Regions from separate parts of the Mus musculus genome. Here regions 2, 3, 4 and 5 are each linked to region 1. The links are chromatin contacts, called in public HiChIP or PLAC-seq and promoter capture Hi-C maps. All regions are on one chromosome and are shown on one strand. The core of a region is the stretch at or near the end of the contact, and the rest is flanking DNA. Distances in the headings are between cores, read along the strand shown. Region 1 holds the start of Aldh9a1 (aldehyde dehydrogenase 9, subfamily A1). Region 2 overlaps Fam78b (family with sequence similarity 78, member B). Region 3 has its middle 44 kb from the start of Gm33404. Region 4 has its middle 41 kb from the start of Lmx1a. Region 5 holds the start of Lmx1a (LIM homeobox transcription factor 1 alpha).

Region 1 (2,700 bases), core at 177-2,676:
CAATGGCCAGAGCTCACCTGCGGGCAATGCTGCTTCTGTGCCTCTAAAGGGAGGCAGGCTGAGAAACTCTTCCCAGCTATCATGGCCTCTCCCATCAGTTCAGGTTCTGGCAAATCCCTGCCTCGTGGAGGTCAGTGTACTTTTACTTCTCTCACTAAACAAGCCCTTCTGGCTTACAGAACACATTTTTTTTCCCTGCTCTGAATATTCAATAAGAATAATCAAAACAAACACAAAAGTCAACCCAAAGTCCAAGAAACAAAGAACTCGCTTCCTCCTTAGTTTGTGCTAAGGGTTTGCTCCAAAGCATTAAGTGCTTGCAAGGATGAACTGTAGAAATCTAATGAACATCGTGATTACAGCTAATAATACCGTAAAATACATATTCACTTAAAATCTGCCAAGTGTGCAGAGCATGAAAGTTCTCACTACTCATAGGTGGAAACTACGTGGAGATAACGGATAAGTTCATTAATTAACAGTGGTAAGCACTACACGTGATTACACATGTTCAATGTTTTTTTTTCTCTCTCTCTCTTGTTAACCTGGAGAGCTAGCAGGCACTAAAGCTAAACAGATGTTGTCGGCTGCTGTTTTTTTTTTTCTCTCCTTTCCCAACTCTCATCGAAGTTCAGAAATATCCCAGCACTAGAAGGGGGAAGGTCATGTGGATCATGCATAACAGAAATCACCTGTGAGTCAACATCCCAGTAGCAGACTCTCCTGCAGGCCCAGCTCTCAAAACTCAAAAGACCCACAGGTTCTACGCCAGACTCTCCTGCTCCAGCCATGTAGTTACTCCCGGCCCCCCAGCGCACCCCACCGCACCCATAGCGCCCCCTCTTTTCCAGGAGCCTCCCCAACATTCTGTGCTCCGTGCTGCGACCACGCAAGTTCAGCAACCCTTGGCGGAGAGCTCGGAAGGACTCGGGGCAGCAGACTCAGTGCACAGGGCCGGGGAAGACCCACCCCATCCGCGTGCCGCCCCGCGCCAGGTTACCGGTGGCTGGCTCGAACGCTTTCTCCGTGCCGGAAGCATCCACCGGCTCCACACGGGCCCCGCCGCGGTAGTTGAGCGGCTGCGACACGACGAAGGTGCCAGTACTCATGGCGGCGACTGCTGCAGCCCGGTGAATGCGGAGGAGCGAGGTCAGCACAGAACCGACTGCACCGAGGATCATCTGCTACGCGTGCAAAGCGTCCGGAAGCCCCAGCAGATTACTACTGGAGGGGGAGATAGCGCGGTAACGAGGAGGGAGTGGCGAGGGGCGGAATCTCTGGGGCGTGGCCCATGGAAAGAGGCGACCCTGGCTGGGCAGGGGTGGACCACTAGGGAACAGGACCTCGGGGAGGTGTGGACCGTGAGTGTGAAGACCCGGGGCCCTCAAGGAGAGCCCAGTAGAGCCCACTGGGAGGAAGGGACAGTGGGAGGGGCGTGGCCTCGTGCCACGAGGGGGTGTGGCGTGAGAGGACGGCCAATGAGAGCCTAGAGTGAGTAGCTTGGGCCTAGTCAGCATAATTAAGGGCCTGGTGAGAGCTTCTGGGGCTGGAACTGGAAGACCTTTGGCCTAGATAATTACGTGGAACACCACACCACCCAAGTCCTCCGGTCCAGATCCCGAAGGAGTTCCTGGAAGGATAATGAGACCCCTTCTACTGGGCCTGCAAGCTTTTGCAACATTCTCCTTACTGTATTTCTTTGATTTCTTTTTGTGCTTTGTAGAAGCACAGTATTAGGGAATGTGTTCTTCTTTTTTTCTTTTTTTTTATTAGATATTTTCTTTATATACATTTCAAATGCTATCCCGAAAGTTCCCTATACCCTTCCCCTGCTCTGCTCCCCTACCCACCCACTCCCTCTTCTTGGCCCTGACATTCCCCTGTACTGGGGCATATAAAGTTTGCAATATACCAAGGGACCTCTCTTCCCAATGATGGCCGACTAGGCCATCTTCTGATACATATGCAGCTAGAGATACGAGCTCTAGGGGCACTGGTTAGTTCGTATTGTTGTTCCACCTATAGGGTTGCAGACTCCTTCAGCTCCTTGGGTGCTTTCTCTAGCTTCTCCATTGGGGGCTCTGTGTTCCATCTTTTAAAAGACTGTGAGCATCCACTTCTGTATTTGCCAGGCACTGGCATAGCCTCATACAAGACAACTATAACAGGGTCCCTTCAGCAAAATCTTTCTGGCATATACAATAGTGTCTGGGTTTGGTGGCTGAGTGTGGGATGGATCCCCGGGTGGGGTAGTCTCTAGATAGTCCATCCTTTCGTCTTAGCTCAAAAATATGGAACGCTTCACGAATTTGCGTGTCATCCTTGCGCAGGGGCCATGCTAATCTTCTCTGTATCGTTCCAATTTTAGTATATGTGCTGCCGAAGCGAGCATGGAATGTGTTCTTCTAATTTAGTAAAAATTTTGGTCAATTTTCTCAGCTCTCTGTACGAATTAATCTTTTCAGTGCCTCTGAGATGTGTAGGTTTGGGTCCTCAAATGGAAACAGCAGTACCCAATTAAGAACACCTAGGCCCGAACTCAAAGGACTGCTTTTGTTGGGGTTGGTCAGAAACATCTGGAAACATCTGGCCTGGGTCAAGATCATTGACAGGTACAGAGATAACAGCTGGTCGTTTTGTGGCCAGTTGTGTTTAAAGTATTCTGCCCAGCCATCCCATGTTGATTTGTTACATTTAGAT
Region 2 (2,753 bases), core at 67-2,566, 330 kb after region 1:
TCAATTTTAACAGTCAACTTGATGGGACTTAGAATTACGATGGAAATAAACCCCTGGGCATTCTGTGAAGGAGGCAGACTGAGTTAACAGAGGTGGGAAGAACAACCTTAAACTCGGGTGGCGCCATCCCTAGGCTGGGGTCCTGGACTGATGAATCCTAGGAGAGCTCACCAGCGGCATTGGGCACCTTCTCTGTGCTGGCTCGGTTTTCAATCCCCTTCACACAAGCTAGAGCCATCTGAGAAGAGGGAACTTGTGGAGTGTAGTCTTGATTAGTGAGGGCCCAGTCCTCTGCGGGTGGTCCTAGGTTGTAAAGGAAAGCAGGTTGAGCAACCCAAAAGGAGCAAGCCAGTAAGAGGAGCAAGCCAGTAAGCAGCATTCTTCCACGGCCTTAGTTCCTACCTCCAAGTTCAGTTCATGCCTTGCCCTGCCCCAGACTGTGACTTGAGCCACGTAAGCCAAATTGCCTTTGGCCATGGCCGTTATCACAGCAACAGAAAGAAAGCTAGGAGCCTTTGCTTCCTGATTAGATGCAATGTGACCAGCTGTCTCGAGCTCCTGCTCTGTAATCTTCCCACCACGACGGGCTGTGAGCACAACAAGCCCTTCCTTAAGTGTCTGTTCTCAGGTTATTTTCTTACATCAACAAGAAAAGGAACTAAAACATAAACTCTGTCAAAGAGGACAGGAAGGAGGTTGGGACAAATCCTGTCAAATCAGAGGAGTCCCCTCTAGTCACTGTAGTCACCATGAAGGATGGTCTCGGGACACAGATGATAAACTCCTTTCTGATACACAGAGACTCAGGAAGCCAGGATGCAGGAATCTCTACTTCAGATTCCTCCCACTTCCATTAAAGCTGATCCAAATTCATTTATACAACTTGGAGGGCGCCCTCACACAACATAGACTAAGGGTGGGGATTTTATATTGAGAAAGCTTTGTTATCTCACGTCACTGTCTCGGCTCCAACCTCCCAGAGTATGCCTGCCATCTTCCATCCAAGCATTCTGCAAGCTGGTGCCCAAGGGACACTTGCACTTTGTCTAGGTTTTTAACAGGGAAGAGGGCTTCTCAGTGGACAGCAGGAACACAGGTCTGCAGGGAGGAGACAGTCACCTGCCTCTGGGTTGTGGGGAGGAGGGGAAGACAGGATTCAGATATTTCTCCAAAGTTCCTTCTAGCTGCTTTATGACTCAAAGATAGCCCACGGTGCATTTTCTTAGCTAAAGTCAGCAAAATGTCCAGTCTTGGAACTTCTACAGACTCATAGACAGGCCCAAGTCAGACCCATTTTTGGCATTCGGCAGAGCCCATTCATGCAAGCTTTCCAAAGGAGAGGTGACTAATGCTTTCTTCTTGTTGGCTGCCGATTAAGCAGGTATTCAAATTCAGAACTTGAAGGCTAGTGGGATGATAATGTAGACCAGAGGTGGGTAGTGAGTCAGAGACACTTCTTCAGTCTTTTGTCTTCTCCCCCTATCATGGACAAATCATAGACTTTCTCAGAGTCTCAGTTTCTTCATGGGCAACACCAAAGATACATTCTCTGCCCTTCTCATACAGCTACAGGGAGGAACAAAGGGAATTCACTGAAGAGAAGCTCACTATGCACGTAGGACCTGGATGAAGGATAAATATTAGCACTGCTTGGTTGGTTCAACATCTTCCCAGAAGGCCTCAGAGTCCACAATGACCACCATTTCTTACAAAGGCCTTTGACCCCAAGAATTAATTTCTGTTCCTCGTACAACATTTTATGGTACTTTAGGACATCAAGCATTATATCTATCTGTCTCTAAGTTAAACTTAAAAATTCCCATTTTTAACCTCTCCGTCACCATGCTTAGAACAGTGGTTAATATAAATCTTAAAGACATTTGATAAAATGATGAATCAAGACCAACTAATGGGCTGCTTAGGATGATACATTTCTCTGGGAATGAAGACGGATGGAAAGTAAGCTGTTCGTATTTCCTGGTGTTAGAAGACTTGTTAACCAGCAACACAAGTCAAAGCAGTGTTGTGAGGGCCAAGCTTCTTTACACCAAAGGTGAAGGTTTGAAGTTGAGGGGGCAGGGGTGGGGTGGGCTGGAGCCTAGAAAGTTTCCAAGATGGTTTAGACAGGAAGTTAGGGAATACACAACGGGTCAGGGTATACATAAAACTAACGCTCAAATTCCATACCGAGAAGGCATCAGAATAAAAAACCCTAGGAGACATCTCAGTCAAACTCTTGGCCAGTGCTTCTCGCCCTTCCTAATCCTGTGGACCATTAGTACAGTTTCTCACATTGTGATGACCCCAACTGTAAAGGTAAAGTTATTTCGTTGCCACCTGTAAGTTTTCTACTGTTATGTATCGGGATGTAAATATCTGAGGGGTATCTGATATACCCGTGTTCAACTCTCAATGGAGCCACGACCCACTTGTTGAAAGCCATTGATCTTGGCAAAGAGAGCAGCCACTAGCTGAACATCTGCACCGACTCTACTCTGAGCCATACAGAGTTACACTAAACAGTCGTCACTGTTTGCTTTAGACTCCTCATCTCCCTCTGTACTCAGCACTCAGGCTCAGTTAGCCACTTCTGTCTTTTTTATGGTCTGTTCAATTTCTTGTAGGTCTGACTCCAAGGTCCCCAAACCACTTGGGACACACATAAAAGCTATTGGGGTTCCCAGAATTCTGAGCTCATTACCCTAGAGCTTTTAGTTCATTCTTGCCTGGCTGGAGTTCAGAAGAGACCAGGT
Region 3 (2,700 bases), core at 61-2,560, 450 kb after region 1:
GCTGCACATTTGCTCCTGCCTCTGAATAGACTCAAACCCCGCCATCAATCTCTCCCTTCCTTTTCTTCCTGCTCAGTTGCCTCCTCCGATTCTACTCACATGACAAAGGGGCCTGTGGGAAGGGATATATGGTTGGAGTTGCCAGAGGGATGTTCAAAGGACAGCAGAGCGCCTTACAAATGATTTAATCAGAACTCTCCCCATTCTGCCAAAAAGGGGTTTTCTCCAGGCCCCAGCTGGCTGACAGTGTAGACCTGGCTTGTTCCTCTCCCTTCTCCCCTGTGTTTCACAGGGTTATTAGAAGATGGACGATACAATTTCGAAAGAAATGCTCTGTAAATTGCAGCCCATAAGCATCTATTATTGGAGTGAGTGTGTCTGTCTGTATGTGTCTGCATCAAAAAAGAGAAGGCTCTTGCTAGATGGTTAGCCAGGTGGTTAAACCTCTGGCTCTAAAAAACATAGGCTCACCTCTCATACCCTGGCTCTGTTATTGGCAGATACTTAGCAGGTTCCAGTGACTCAGGTTCTCACCTGAGAGAAGTGGAAATACCAGTTTCCTTGATGTGGCTCTGTCACTTGATCTCTTGCTCAGGTCCTAGCACATCGGCAATTCTTATAGTAAACAACATAAAAATAAATGAACAAATGAGGACTCACTTCCTCAAAATATGTAGATATTACGGCCATTTACTAGAAAGTTCATCTCCATAGCAGCACGGTGCTTCCCACCTCTTGGTCAACAGGTGGTTGTTGAGTCTAGCCATAGACAAAGCAAATTGCCAAATAAAATGTATGAAACCAGGGCAGGGTGACTGGGTACTCTGACTATCCAGAGTAAGAGTGGTACTTGGGGGCAATAAGTGAGCCTAGCTACAAGAGGAGCCGGGTCAGAGGCTGACCTACTGGGTAGTAAACAGAGTTCAAAGTTTGAGCCTGGGTAGCACAGAGATGCAGGGAGTCACTGTGTCGTTGGTGGGGAGGGCAGGCCAGGATGCAGGTGGAAAAACGTTGCCACAAACCCATTTATGGTTAAGAGGTTTCTGAAGAACAAGCATCCTGTGGCTTTTCCTGGGGAGCTGTGAGCGAACATGTATTCATCCACTCGAGGCACTGGAAACAGACCAAAGAAAAGGCTCTATCGGAGTCTAACTTAATGAACCAGTCAGTTCACAGAGATTACTTCTGGGAGCATGGGTGAAAGATAACTTGGAGAAGTATGATTTCCTCAGGGCGCAGCTACATCATTAGAAAACCCCACCCCAGCATGGATGATAACTTGTGACAGCTGCGTCCCTGAAGCTTCCTGTGTGACTTCCGGGTGGTTCCTCTGGCCAAATAAAATATTCTCCTGAGACAGTGTTTACTGCTTTCGTAACCTTAGGGAGGCATCTTGTAAAGCTTATAGCTTTCTGAGTCTTAAAAGTTTTCTTAGCTTAATGAGTCTTAGGAGCCTTTCTCTTCCTTCTCAGAGAGGATATTTCAATTAGGAAGTAATAGTTACTTAACACCTAGGATCCATGGATTTCCTCTGATAATTTTCCTATCTTACATAAGTAGCTAAGTTATATCTATTTTTATTAAAGATTTGTATTTAAGAATATTATTTTATATTTTATTTGTATGAACTATTTGCCTGGGTGTATGTCTGTGTACCATGTGCACACCGAGTGCTCACAGAGGTCAGAAGATGCCATCAGCTCCTCCAGCACTGGAGTTAGAGATGACTGTGAGACACTGTGTATTCTGGGAACTGAATCTGGCTTCTCTGGATGAGCTGCCAGGTCTCTTGATCATTGAGCCATCTGTCCAGCCCCCACATTTTGTGTGTTCTCCTCCCACAGTGCTCTCTAAAGTGTACAAGCTGTAGAATCACTGTTACCTGTATCTACCTCTGATCACAATACGTCTGTTACACAGGGCTGTCCTTCATAGAGAAAGAATATGGGAGTTGAGATATGATCTCTGGCCAAAAGTTTATACAAGGCGATAGGAGTTTTGCAGCCTGTTTTGTCTTGTAGTGGCAACAAGTTCATGGAAGGCATGGGTGCCTCTACTGTCAAAGCAAACAGCTCCTAAATATATTCTAGGATGGAATTACTTTCAAAGTTGAAGCTTAGAATTTAGTTCTGGGGAAAATTAATGTTCTTAATAAAATGTTCAATCTTAGTTTCCTGTAATCAAGAGAGTTGAGACTGTTTCTGGGGGGAAAAATTACCTACCAGCCAGCTGACTGTCACTAAAAACCTAGACCTTTCATCCAAGAGCTATTTGGTGTCTAGTTTGGCAATGGTTATCAGAGCATTATATTTTCACGTATAATTTGCTCACCAACAGGGACTCTGGATTGGCTCATGGCTGGCTTTGTTCACCAGGGCAAAATTACAGCAAATTGTCATTCTTAGGACTAACATTTCCAGCATGTGTCCGTGTCGTGTCCCCCCCCCCCCCTGCGTCTATCACCCTTGACCGGCTCAACATCTGCCATTCCCCTGTGCATTCGTCTGGATTTCTTGTCTCTATCTTGCTTTGTTAAATGTTTCGATGCAGCCATTGTCTTTCCTCAACTGAATGGGAAGCTTTGAAAACAAGCAACAAACTTGAGGTACAGATTCTTGCTTACTTCTTCCAAAGTTCTTTTTATTGCCTTATTCTTGTAATCTTGGTCCCCTGGAATCTGTCACAGGGCTGGACCAGATG
Region 4 (2,700 bases), core at 6-2,505, 300 kb before region 1:
CTGGAGGGGCACCAAGCTCCCTAGTACCGAGAGCACGTATTTGAGCTTTCTTTAAGATTTGAGACAGTCCCAGGCTCCATTCCTTAACTTTCATCAAGGGGCTGGAGAGATGGCTCAGTGGTTAAGAGCACTGACAGCTCTTCTAGAGGTCCTGAGTTCAAATCCCAGCAACCACATGGTGGCTCACAACCATCTGTAATGGGATCAGATGCCCTCTTCTGGTGTATCTGAAGAGCTACAGTGTACTTACATATAATAAATAAATAAATCTTTTTTTTAAAAAAAAAAAACAACCTTTCAGCTAAAAGGTAGTTTTAGCCCCTCTGGGGCCATCTACTCAATAGACTCACAGACAGACAGCCATGTCCCAGACATGTCCAGCTCCAGACTACCTCTAAGGCGGGAGTAAATTGGCGGTTGAAGACCAGGAGTCTGGCTCCCACCCACCACCTGCCGGGACACACTGGGAAGGCAGGCAGAGGTGGTGGGCTCCATGGTATCAGTCCAAGGCTGCTGTGATGGATGCATTTGGGTGAGTGGAGACTTCCCCTCTTCCCCAAGTCCCGCCCCTTACCATGCTTCTGGAAATGCTATTTTTACCTTTGCCCTCAATTCTTGCTTCTGCCTTATCCCGGCAGTCCCTCTGCCTACAACATCCCACCCTCTCCATATGTGCAGCCCCTTCATATGGTCCACGTTATCTCAGCCATTGTAAGACCAAAGACAAAGGCTTCGAGAAACCACCGAGTAGACAGGGACACCCAAAAAGCTTGTTATCTGTCTCCAGGAAGCCCGTGTCTCAGGCCTGCACAATAGCTGGGCGTTTTCCAGCTTTTAAATCTGTCTGAGGAAATTGGAAGATGACAACAAGGCTCCTTACACTTTTTTTTATTTTTGGCAGACAATATTAACTTCCTAGCCGTGTCACCTGATTTACTCGTAAACCACACTGTCGCCTTCCACTGACCGTGTGCCCCCCAATAATAGATGGGGCTGGCTCCCCATTATTGTCAGGATTTTTGACTTTTCTTCCAGCTCATTCCTCACACAAGAATTATTAAGATTAGACAGTGCAATTTTGAAAAGCAAAATGCAAGCCACTTTTAAAAAAAAAACACATCTGACATACTTGGTTGAATTTTTATTTTTTACGCGTTTCCAGCCTTTTTTCTCTTTCTCCCTCTGAATGTACAGCCATGCTCCTTGCAACCCAACCAATGGGCCCCGGAGTCAGTGTAGCTGTTTCTAATTATTGGACCTCTAGAAGCTGTTCCAGACAGCTGCTTAGCATTGTGTTCCCACCACCAAAACCTGAGAGACAGAATCCTTGGTTACAAAATGCTAAAAGTTAAGGGGTTGAGAGACAACTTCCATTATAAACCTCCTGGTTTCACTCACTTGTAATTGTCCAAAAATTGTCCTTTTGCTCCAAATCATTCCATGCTCTGTTTCCACCCCAGGGATGAAATTACTTGGAAAGTCTGAACAAACGTGGCTGAGCCCGTTTGGAATCAGGCAGCTTGGCGGAGAATATCCTTCTTCAGCTGCCCATGGACACCCCAACACAGATGACCCTTATCGTGCCAGTGCCTCTCCCCTGCCCTGTGTGTGTGGTCAGCTTCATCCAGGGGAGGAAGTATTTGTGCTAGGAGTGGAGTGGAAATAGTAGTTTCAAGAAGGAAACCAGAGGCAACGACAGTATCAGACGATCCTAGGATGTCAGGGCAGGCGGAGGCACTCACACTGAACTATGTGTGGAATAAAGTTCCTTTCCTGGACTGGCTGTCCTATCAGTGATGGTGTGCAGTGGTTAAAAGACTGTGAAGTAATAAGAGACAATTATGAGTTTGACTGTGGGGTTTACCATAACTAGCTATGGGACCCTGTATTAAATTAAATAAATAACTAATTGAGTTAAATGCACTTTCTTGAGTGTTGATGTCGTCATCATTGAAATGAGAATGGTGGCAGTCCCCACCTCCCAGAAGGGCTTTGGTGGTATAAGGAGGAGATGCATATAGAACACTGGTCTTGCAGGTAAGAGGTACCGTGACATGTGCCCACGTGGCTGTAGTGCCATTTATCAACTGGGTCAGCATCTTGACTCCTCATCTTTCAGAGCATTCACATCTCATACTGGTGACAACTCTCTTCTGTTTCACTTCAGGAAACCAGGCTTTCCCCGTCTCTGCCCTAGGATTAAATGTTCCATTCCCCACAGGTGTGTATGAGATCTAATTCCAAACAAGCTGTAATCACTGTCTGACAGAACTTGGGCACCAAGGACTGCTCTCTCCTCTCTCCCATTGCAGGTCTATGTGTGCTGCCACAGTCTGTGAGTTCTGTTGTGTGTGGAAAATGATGTTTCCTTGGGGGCATCAGTAACTCTGGCTCCTACAATCTTTTTGCTTCCTCTTCTGCATGGTTCTCTGAGCCTTGAATGGGGAGGTAGGGGGTTGACATTTGACAAAGATATCCCATTTAGGGCTGAGTGTGGCAAAGTCTTAAAAGTGACACAGAGTAGACGACTACAGTTTCATTCCCATGGCATGGTGGTTTGCGTGAGAATGGCCCCATAGGATCATATATTTGCATCCTTAGTCCCCAGCTGGTGAACTGTTTTAGGAGGATTAAGACGAGGCGTGACCTTGTTAGAGAGGAGGTGTGGCCATGTTGGAGAGGAGGTGTGGCCTTGTTAGA
Region 5 (2,700 bases), core at 200-2,699, 340 kb before region 1:
GGGAGAAAGTGGTCGTTCTCAATTGTAAATTTCTGTTGTCTTGGTCTCAGCACCCCATCCTATGGTTGGGACAAACCATAGGATGGGTCGCGGGTCTCATGGTGCAGAGAACCAAACCCAGTGTGCCTGAGTCCGCACACAGGCTCTAGCCTGCGTCTTCCTTCTTGCTCTGGGGAGAAAATCCTGACAATTTCGAAAGGGAGGTTGAAAGAAGAGGGCATGGGTTTTGTAATTTCGTTTCCTCTGAACTGTTGGGGTGGAGTGGGCGATTTCTCTCTGGACATGGTTTCTATAATCGAAATTTTTTCAGCCCCACTCTATTGGTTCTAAAGTTAGAGAAAGAGGCAAGAGGTTTAAATAAAAGAAAAATCTCTCCTTCAGAAAGAAGCGGGAAGAAACACAGGAAGAAAGAAAATTTAAAAACAAAACAAAACAAAACATTTTTTTCTCCAAACTTGAAAATTCCAAAGGGAGAGTTGAAGAGACACTGGCAAAACAAGCCTGAACTCTGAAAGACCCATGGGTATGACTCTTTGGATCTCTCTATTCTCTGCTCCTTCGAAGTGGCTGGGTTGGGGGTAGAGGGATACCAAGCTTGCGGAACAGGGGTCCGGCTTCAGTTAATTAAAGACCAGGCAAGGGCCCCGCCGTGCAAGCTAATCCCAGCGCAGCGCTGCCCACCAGCCCGGAAAAGCCTCTCGGCCATGCCCAATACTAAAATTGGGGCTGCAGTTGGTGGGGGAAGAGAAGAACCTGGGCGCTCTGGGCCTCGGATCTCTCATGCTAGGACACAGGCCTCTGAGAAACCGGTGGCATTTATGAGCCGTCGATCAGCTCCGTGATTAAAAATCCAGCCCTGGGTATTATTAATCACTTGCCACTCAAATGCCTTGTGAACATGCTCGCCCGCCCCTCAAGGCTTTGGGGAATTCGATGTTGAACTCGTGAAGCCTGGGGAGGCTTGATGGTTGTATTTAGGTAGGGACGACTCAAAAGGACTGATGGACACGGAAAGACAGAGATTGTGGGCACCTCTGTGTGCGCGCGAAGAGGGTGCTAGTCTGGTCGCTTAACCCAGTATCAGAGACCTGACGTACTGAGCTCCCGGCCCCGGCAGAAGGAGGATGCTCTAGGGAGCATGCGGTTGAACACTTACCCAGCAAAGAGGAGAAAGATGCCGAGGTCTCAATCGCACTTTGAAAGTTCTCCTCCATCTTCAGGCCGTCCAACATGTTCGGGGTGAGCCAGGAGGACCTGTAGAGCGGAGGAACGGTTGAGTCTAGCTTCCCGTGCCTGTTGGGACTCCGCACCCTCAGTTGCCACTCTCCTGGGACAGGACAGAAGCAGTGTCCAGGGCGACAAGAATGAGCCTAGAGGGTAGAGTCCAGACAAGGGAAATGTAAGGTGGGAGGAGAGAGAAGAGCCACCGTGAACTGCTCGGACGGCTCTGATTTCACTTGAAGTCAACGCGTTATGTGCTAAGGCCTCCGCCCCCTAACTGCGTTCTCCTAACCCCCACCCCCACCCCTGTCCCCAGGTTTCCCATTCCAAGACCGACTCCGCCCCATCCTATACTAATGTGGCCCCTAGGGATCCCACCACTAGAACTATGGTACTCTGTGTGATGGGGTGGGGGTACGCCTGCTCTCAGAGCCAGGGCCAAGCCGGGACCAACCAGGTCCGATATCCCAGTGGCACCACCACTCACTTTCGACCCTCACCTGTCTTAGAGAGAGGCAGAGTAAGGGACTCGGAGACTGTCCCGCCTGCTTCCGTACTCCTGGCGCAGCGCTCTGCTTGGGGGGTGGGGGGGGGGCGCTCGGGAGTAGGCGTGCGGGGCGCGCGGGGAGGTCCTCCCGCCGGTCGGCCAGTGCCGGGAACGTCTGCAGGAGCAAAGGAGTCGCCTTGGGGAGGAGCCGCGACTGGCCCGGTTCACTCTTGGATGCATTTCAAATCAACTTTCAGAAACACGCCCGCCCGAGCCGGAGCCTAAGGATCCCCGCAGCCTTCCTTACCTGATGGGCGAGCTCGCGCCCAGCGTCCGGAGCAGCGCGAAGTGGCCGGGAGACGCCGGGCAGCTTTGGCGGAGGGAGGAGGCGTCCCCTAGGCTGCAGCCAGAGCAGCCGCCCGGACTCCGGCGCACCCGGGAGAGAGCAGGAGCGAACGCCGGCCCCCGATTCCGCTCCTCGGCGCGCCGGAGTGGGGCCGGGCCGTGGCCTCAAGCCGCCGATCCTCCTCGGGACGTCCCGCCAACACGCGCCGCTCTGCAGCCGGGAAGGGGAAACCAGGCGGCTGCTCCAAGATCGGCGGTGGAACCGGAGGCCCAGGGTCCTGGGTGCAAAGTCCGCCCTGCCTTCTTCGAGGCGGCTCGGGCGGTTTCTGACAGTGGCCGCTGGCTGCGTGCGCGGCCCGGGAAGGGGGTGGGGTGCGCAGGGCGGGGGCCTGGGAGCGCGTCCCGTGGCGGGGCCCGCGGTGCTCTGTTTCCCCGGCTTGGCTGCTCGACCCACCGCGAGGCTACAGCCTGATGCTCCAGTCTGCTGCCCGGACCTCCCGGACGCGCCAAACTTTTCCTTCTCTCCACGTGGAACGGTTGCCCCGGGGGAGCTACACCCCAGACTCGGCAGAGATCCGTGCCACCTAGACTTCACGCGGGCGGGATGGGGATCCGGTTGCTCTCGGATCTGCACCGTAAGTGATGAC

The links. Promoter capture Hi-C pulls out the DNA fragments that hold promoters and counts their contacts. HiChIP or PLAC-seq counts read pairs in DNA pulled down with a chosen protein or histone mark.
Region 2: a promoter capture Hi-C map of trophoblast stem cells shows a contact between it and region 1, with 2.1 times the contacts expected there. The contact joins the enhancer-like site here to the promoter of Aldh9a1 in region 1. A contact is called at or near these places in 2 of 39 promoter capture datasets (embryonic stem cells and trophoblast stem cells), 4 of 484 Hi-C or Micro-C datasets (the AML12 cell line, the N1E-115 cell line, cerebral cortex and 1 more), 2 of 115 datasets of contacts at active chromatin or transcription factors (astrocytes and large pre-B cells) and 2 of 9 other capture datasets (embryonic stem cells and pancreatic islet).
Region 3: a contact with region 1 is called in a promoter capture Hi-C map of pre-B cells, with 2.6 times the contacts expected there. The contact joins the enhancer-like site here to the promoter of Aldh9a1 in region 1. A contact is called at or near these places in 6 of 39 promoter capture datasets (the 3T3-L1 cell line, the C10 cell line, HPC-7-derived erythroid cells and 2 more), 2 of 484 Hi-C or Micro-C datasets (the HPC-7 cell line and pre-B cells), 1 of 115 datasets of contacts at active chromatin or transcription factors (bone marrow-derived macrophages) and 1 of 9 other capture datasets (adipose tissue).
Region 4: a contact with region 1 is called in an H3K4me3 HiChIP or PLAC-seq map of craniofacial prominence, with 2.9 times the contacts expected there. The contact joins the enhancer-like site here to the promoter of Aldh9a1 in region 1. A contact is called at or near these places in 20 of 39 promoter capture datasets (the 3T3-L1 cell line, 3T3-L1-derived adipocytes, the HPC-7 cell line and 11 more), 3 of 15 datasets of contacts at CTCF or cohesin (the NIH/3T3 cell line, embryonic stem cells and pro-B cells), 59 of 484 Hi-C or Micro-C datasets (the AML12 cell line, B cells, the C10 cell line and 31 more), 16 of 115 datasets of contacts at active chromatin or transcription factors (astrocytes, cardiomyocytes, craniofacial prominence and 9 more) and 2 of 9 other capture datasets (adipose tissue and embryonic stem cells).
Region 5: a contact with region 1 is called in a promoter capture Hi-C map of second pharyngeal arch cranial neural crest. The contact joins the promoter of Lmx1a here to the promoter of Aldh9a1 in region 1. A contact is called at or near these places in 6 of 39 promoter capture datasets (cranial neural crest, frontonasal cranial neural crest, hippocampal neurons and 3 more), 3 of 115 datasets of contacts at active chromatin or transcription factors (embryonic basal ganglia and embryonic stem cells) and 1 of 9 other capture datasets (adipose tissue).

Annotation. Positions count from the first base shown.
Region 1 is chr1:167,348,717-167,351,416 of GRCm38.p6, reverse strand. It overlaps Aldh9a1 (aldehyde dehydrogenase 9, subfamily A1), which reads right to left and starts at 1,426. Exons shown (of 11, transcript NM_019993.4): 1 at 1,001-1,426. The coding sequence starts at 1,181. Gm24182 (a small nuclear RNA gene) reads right to left here and starts at 2,392; the gene lies at 2,286-2,392.
Region 2 is chr1:167,018,889-167,021,641 of GRCm38.p6, reverse strand. All of the region lies in intron 1 of Fam78b (family with sequence similarity 78, member B), which reads right to left. Among named protein-coding and RNA genes, the nearest start is that of Fam78b, 19 kb to the right of the region's middle. Within about 2 kb of position 1,316, at least 4 of the 459 cell types and tissues checked have an H3K27ac peak or open chromatin away from gene starts, as enhancers often do. A contact at or near this core is called in trophoblast stem cells, where this site is marked.
Region 3 is chr1:166,898,026-166,900,725 of GRCm38.p6, reverse strand. No RefSeq gene overlaps it. Among named protein-coding and RNA genes, the nearest start is that of Gm33404, 44 kb to the right of the region's middle. Within about 2 kb of position 1,310, at least 45 of the 459 cell types and tissues checked have an H3K27ac peak or open chromatin away from gene starts, as enhancers often do. A contact at or near this core is called in pre-B cells, where this site is marked.
Region 4 is chr1:167,647,431-167,650,130 of GRCm38.p6, reverse strand. No RefSeq gene overlaps it. Among named protein-coding and RNA genes, the nearest start is that of Lmx1a, 41 kb to the left of the region's middle. Within about 2 kb of position 1,255, at least 9 of the 459 cell types and tissues checked have an H3K27ac peak or open chromatin away from gene starts, as enhancers often do. A contact at or near this core is called in craniofacial prominence, where this site is marked.
Region 5 is chr1:167,688,307-167,691,006 of GRCm38.p6, reverse strand. It overlaps Lmx1a (LIM homeobox transcription factor 1 alpha), which reads right to left and starts at 1,449. Exons shown (of 8, transcript NM_033652.5): 1 at 1,157-1,449. The coding sequence starts at 1,232.